Regions from separate parts of the Arachis hypogaea genome. Here region 1 is linked to region 2. A link is a contact called in public Hi-C data. All regions are on one chromosome and are shown on one strand. Each heading gives the region's core, a stretch centred on a gene start, on an enhancer-like site or on the middle of the called end of the contact. The rest is flanking DNA. Distances are from core to core; before and after follow the strand shown.

Region 1 (3,251 bases), core at 107-2,606, 160 kb before region 2:
TCTCCATTTCAGACACTGATGAGGAACTTCCCCCTTGAGATTCTGCAGAACATTGAGAAGAAGGTTGTGCAAACAAACCCTGAAAGCCGCCACTATCACCAATTTTCCCTTTTCCCAAAACATCACCAAGAACCACTTGCCTTGCACCCCAATTTGGCACCCCAAAAGGTTGTACCGCCAAATTTGAAGAACCGAATCTATTCAAGCCCATTGATGTTGCACTTGCACCTGCACCACCCTCCAATTCTTCCAAACCACTACCGATTCCGGCTCCGGCACCACCACCGGATTCCTTCTCTGTCCGCGCAACTCTCTGCTTCTCGGATCTCCTCCTCTTGGCCTCCATCCGCCGCAAAGTCTGCAATTCCTTCCTCTTCCTCCACTCCTCCTCAGTCTCCGTGGGCAGTGATGATGTCCTCATCAGCGCCGCTGGATACGCTGCCACATGCGGCGGCTCCATCCGCCGGTCTTCCCGGAAAAGAGGCATTGTACCAACTATTGAAGAAGAGCGCGTGAGCTTCTTCTTTGCGTCCTTGTCAACGCCGAATCTACCCCCTAAAGAGAGACCTAGGTTCAGCTCAACTTCTTCATCAGCATCTTCTGCTTCTTTTTCTTCTACATACTCTTTAGCTTGCTGATGATGCTGTTGTTCTTGTAGTGTTTGTGTGATATCTTCACTAGTGCTACCAGCACTAGTTGACACGTCGACGAATCTCTGAAGTAGATCTCTTGGGTAATTCTCCATCTGATGATGATGATATGGATGAGGATGAAAGTGACGATGATTCAACATCAATGTCTGGTACCATACACAAGGAAGAAGAAAGAAAGGAAAACAACAAAACGCTAAGAAAAAGCCAGAGCTAGCTACTTTCTCTAGTTCCACCGCTCGTGTGCATAGAAGAAGATTCGTGGTGGCTACGGTGGCGTTGATGGTAAATCAATGAATGGTGATGATGAAGGTGATGGTGACGATTATGATGATGATTCGAATGAGCAAAATACCTGAAGGAAATCATTCTGCCTCATCCAATAATGCAGAAATAACAACAGTGACACAACAAAAAAAGCACCACCTTCCCGGATCGCAACTTTTTTTTTTCTTGAAAAAAAAAGGAAGATATTTTGAAATCAATCAATGAATTTCTATATTCACAATTTCGAAGAAGCCCTAATAAAATATAAGAAGCAAAAAAATATTAAAGGTTGCTAATTTTTCATTTTCCCACCTCTCTTCTTCGTTTATCAGTACAGAGGAATGAGACTAAAATTGTGAAAAAAAAAATTGAAAGGGAAAGACACCCAAGAGTTGAAAGGAATCAAAAGGAAGCAAGGGAAGAAGAGAAGAATTGAGAGGAAAAAGAGAAGTTGGAGGAATAATATTTATGGGATGACGAGAATGCCCCTAGGATGTGACAAGCAGTGTGTGGATGGTGAGCCACGTGGCTATCCTGGGAGGGTGTGCTGGTGACACGTGTTGTGACTGACACGGTTTTTCACTGCAAAATGTTTGTGCTTTAGCAATTGGGGTCGCTGTCAGCAACTTGTCGCTGTAGGAACACGTGTCGGGACAAACTGAGAGGCAGAATCAACTTACCACGTGTCAGTTAAAAGTACGAGAACAGATAAGTGGACGCGTGGCTTGCAACTAACCTTCATGGATTGCAGGTTTATTTTGATTTTCTTGAGTGTGTTACTAATTAAACCAAAAAAGTGGTTAACAGAATAAATTTTAAGTTTTTTTTCGTTTACATACATTACATTTTAAGCATATTTATTTTGTAATTTTGTTTTGTGACTTTTTTATTTTGTGTTTCTTTCCACTAAAATTTATAAATTGTATGTATTTTATTAGTATAATATATAAATTTTTGTATATAATATATAAAATTTTATATTTTAATTTTTTGAATATTTATAAAAAAATAATATTATAAAAATAATAATGATAAAAATAAAAAAAGATGATAACAAAAAAGAATAAAAAAAGAAAAAATTAAAATAATAATAATAATAGAGTGATATGTGACTATGACTGTAATGAGAACCACAGTAATAATGATGTTAAAGAAAAAAGTGTACAAACAAAAAATAATGATAATAATATAAAAAAAAAAACAAAAAAAATAAGAAAGAAAAAGAGGAAAACAAGTGCCCCACTTGTGTAGAAAAAAAAAAACTGAAGTTAAAAACTTAGTTTAAAAAATATGTGCACACTTAGCATTTCTCTTATTTAATATTTCATTTTATGCTATTAGAAATAATTTCATTTATATTTGACCACCAAGATTTTTCTAATTAAGTTCACTTATTTCGGTCAATTTTTTTGTCTACTGCGACACATTTTTTTTAATTTTATTACGGACTTACGGTGCAATTATCCTTCTTTTATTGTTATTTCATATTTTTATTTTTTCTTTTTCTTTATTTATATTTTTTCACCTCTTTTTATTTAAAAAAAAATAAAAAAGAAGGGTGGTTTAAAAGAAAGAAATTTTGTCGAAAAACACACAAATTTTAATTAAAAATAAAAAATTTTAATTATATAACACAAATTATTTTAAATAGTATAAATTTTTTAGTTAAATAACAAATAAAAAACATAAATATTTTAATTATACAGTACAAAAATTTTAATTTCGAAAAACATAAATTTTTTTGAGTTATGCAGTTTTTTAGTCGAATAAAAAACTACAAAAAATCACTAAAATACATAAAAATTTTAGTTATATAACATAAAAAATTGTATTTTCTTTATACTTTTTCTCTTCACAAAATTGTATTTTATCCTAAAACAAATTCTATATTTATTATTGTAAAATTTCTAAATTTTTCTTAACAAATTTATGTGTTTTGTATCCAAAATATTTTTTCATTCCCGTATAGGATGATAAATGATAAAAGAAACTTTTGTCCTTTTTTTTTGTGACTAAACAAAAAGAAGCAAATAAAAAAAAGAGATTATTCTAAATCAACAAGCATAAGATACTGAAGCTCATCACAAGGTTCCGACCAAATAACATTGGATTGGTCTTGACCGTATATCTCGCCAGTCAATCTGCCACAGCGTTAGCATCACGGGTAATCTATTCAAAATCCACAACCCAAGGTCTTGATAGAAACTCATGTATCTTCTGAAGAATATCAACCACATCACAATTTAGCCCATTTGTTAGATTTTTTAAAATGTGCAAAATGTCAAGAGAATCTGTTTCGCACACAATATCTCTCAAGCCATAACCCCAAGATAA
Region 2 (3,395 bases), core at 600-3,099:
TACAAAAAAATAACGTAATCAGAACAGCCTTCACTTTAACATTGGAAAGAAAATTATGTTATTTAGATAGATTTACATGATTAAGTGCTTCCCAAATAAGGAAAACAGTCAAAAAGGCAAAGACCTAAAGTTAAAGATAAAAATTTTCGCATAAGTTACATTACTGGCTACTATGAGCATTATCCTGTGGTCTGGCTATAAAAACATGACATGCCTGCATCACTTCAATATCCTTAACAATCACTAACAAAAAGCAAAAAGGTAGAAGCTACTTCACAATTTGCCAAAAGAATTTGCAAAAGTATAAGGGTAACAGTCTAAAAAAGATGTTGCATACCCCTGCTCCGCGAAACTTATCTCCGATTTCTCATCTAAACTTAGCTCATCGTACTGAATGCCCAGATTTATTACTGCTGCTGCCTCAACCAAACCTGTAAAAACGAAACTGGCTGGAAAAGAATTAACACTAGAACCTTCGAAAACCAAGCAAATAACTGAATAAACACACAAATCAACGGTAACAGTAACATGATTCTACATGATTTTACATTATTTGACACATTTGATATGAAATCACGGTAGGTATTCAAAACAAACCCTAATCCACAGGACAGAGAAGTTAACGCAAGTGTTTGCCATTGCCAAGGCACCTGCCATCGCTGGAGAATTGGCCATTTGTTCGATCCAGATTCCTAAATTAAGAGAATGATACAAAAGTAAGCACTAAAATGGCCTTATTCTTTCATCTTCTCACTTTAATGGAGCAACGAAAAAGTAGCAAAACTGGTACCTTGTCCTGTAACTTGGTTTCAGATTCGTCTCGAGGATTGGAGAAACAAACTGATGGAAGAGTTCTTTCACTCAGAGAACCAAAATGGAAGGGAATAGACACGGTTGCTCTTCTTCGAAGGTGTTTGAAGAATAAGGGTTTAGTGCGAGAGAGGTTGAGGTTTTTGGCATTGAATTGGAAACACGGCGAGAACGAAGCTAGAGAAGAGGTAGCAAGCTTTGACAACATTGTGGGGAGTTGACGACAACTTTGATCAAGGTTTTAAGTTGAATTCGACTGCTAACACACTAAGCGTTTTTTGGGGGGAGTATGGACTCAACAATACTTTGGACGAAGTTCGTGTCTAAAATCCAAATAGAGTAAACACTCAGCCGATCTTGATCCTGATCTTGACCTTTACCTCCAGGACAACGCCATTTCTGAGAATTTAAAAATCTTAAATCGGTTTCTATTCTCATAAATTTTAGGATAATGTCATTCTTTCATCAAGTTTAATGTTAAAGGCTAACGAAAAAAAAATGCTTACATAGATTGTTAATGGGATGAGATATCCATTATCTCTTGAACTGTTAATTCCGAATTGGATGGAAACTGATACGATGCACAGATGAAATTCGATAAAGATCTAATTAACCCTAACTCTTCAATTGAAAACAGCGTCGCAATGGATTGAATACTGGTATGAAAACTTCTATTTGTTGTTCTGCAAGCTGCGAAACCCTAAAAAATGAACAAGAGTGGAGTTGAAGGAGATGGAGGTGACGAGCAGAGCTAAAGTGGCAAAGAAGGATATGCTTGTGAGTAATCACACCAGAAGAAGATTTGTTGTTCCTACATGTAAATGTGGTGTTTATGCTATTCTATACATGTCAAGAACAGAGAAAAATCCAGACAAGCTATTTTTGGATGTCCAAATTTTAAGGTACTGTTAACCATGTGGTTCATTATTTGTTAAATGATTTCTATCTTAATGTTACTGATGTGTGATTATTGTTAAATGATATTTATTTCAATGTTATTGATGTGTACTTGTTATTGTAGACTGCATCACCTCAATGCAATTTCTATCCATTACTTGATGAATATGTATCTTCTATTTATCAAGATTCTAGTGGTGTTGCTCTGATGGAAAACACGGGAGATACTATCAGAATCAAAATTATATGGCGGAGGAAAAACTAATGAAACTTGAAGAACAACTAAATGAACATTTAACATAAACATAATCTTGTAGTCATATACATTCTCTAAAGAAGGCAAGTTGCTGCCACACTAAAATACCATATTAAAATATTACATCAAAACTTATATCTAATACCATTTATACTTTTCCTAAAGATAGTGAGACGCTGCTACACCAAATTATATAATTAAAAGGTCTTGAATTGAGTCTCAACTCTCAAATGCTAATAATATACTACCAACATACTATTAATATACTAAAACAAACTATCACAATTTACCCAGTCTTTTTAAGAGTTTTAAACCCAGATGTAAAGATGAAGTTAAAAATTCTTGATGCAATTCCAACACTAGCAGCTGTTATTGTTTCGGATGACACACTATGTGGAGCAAATGGTTTAGCATTTGCTAGAGGAATACATAGTGCCATAGTTGGTAGAACAGATTGGGGGTAATGCTTAGGGAGTTCGGGGCCTAAAAACTCTACTTCTTTGAAGAGCTGGGTTGGTTGGATATTGTGGCACCTTATTAGCTGATGCAGATGAATTCAATTGAGATGTGTTAGCTGTCTTATTTCTACTATCATCTCCAACATGTATACAGAATCAATTGATCAATAGCTTCTCAGTAATAAGATAAAGGAGGTCAATAACAATAAGTATCACACCTCTCGTTAGAGAGCAGATTGAGATAATGGGATCTCTTCAGTTGTTGCTGGAGGTTTTTGATGATCGAATTTTTGACGGTTTAGAATTTCACAAATGAATTATCGTTGCAAGTATAGTTTCTAAACTAACAATAATCCTTTCATACAAAAGATTGTTTGTCACAAGTAACAAACCCCTAAAATTTATAACCGAAGTATTCAAACATCGGGTCGTTCTCCCTAGGAATTGGTTGTGAGTTATTTTTGGGGTTTTAATAAGAAACATGAAAGATAAATGGCAAGAAAGTAAACTAAGGCCTAAAAAGGTCTTGGCAAGGGTTGGTGGTCAAGGATCTCTATCCTAATCACTAACCACAATATGAGAATTGGCAAGGATTAATCTCATTAAATCATCCTCTAACTAGTAGTAAAGGAAAGTCAAATGAGCTATATCAATCCTAGTCCATAAGTCCTAACTCTCCACTAATTCAATAAGTGAGAACTAGAGTCAATGGATCCCAATCATCAATTACTTGGATATTAGTAACTCAAGAGTTCCTAAGTTACCTTTCCAAGCCAAGAACATAAAACTCTACTCTAGAATCCAACCAAGCATTTTCTCAAACACTTGGAAGGCACAAAAGAAAAGCATAGTAAATTGACAACAAGAATGAAATCTAACAACAATTATTGAAAGGAATTAACAACAACAATCAAAAGAAACACATTTATTATGAATTACCTTGATTGAATTGAAAGAGAGTAGAAGAAACAAAA

What was found. A called contact is a pair of places that touch in the nucleus more often than the background predicts.
Region 1: a contact with region 2 is called in a Hi-C map of leaf, with 2.5 times the contacts expected there. The contact joins the promoter of LOC112801603 here to the promoter of LOC112801602 in region 2. A contact is called at or near these places in 4 of 8 Hi-C or Micro-C datasets (all in leaf).

Annotation. Positions count from the first base shown.
Region 1 is chr5:56,255,752-56,259,002 of arahy.Tifrunner.gnm2.J5K5, reverse strand. It overlaps LOC112801603 (ninja-family protein AFP3), which reads right to left and starts at 1,356. Exons shown (of 2, transcript XM_025844427.3): 1 at 1-1,356. The coding sequence starts at 793.
Region 2 is chr5:56,097,037-56,100,431 of arahy.Tifrunner.gnm2.J5K5, reverse strand. It overlaps LOC112801602, which reads right to left and starts at 1,849. Exons shown (of 10, transcript XM_025844425.3): 1 at 1,317-1,849; 2 at 791-1,209; 3 at 598-692; 4 at 338-445. The coding sequence starts at 1,018.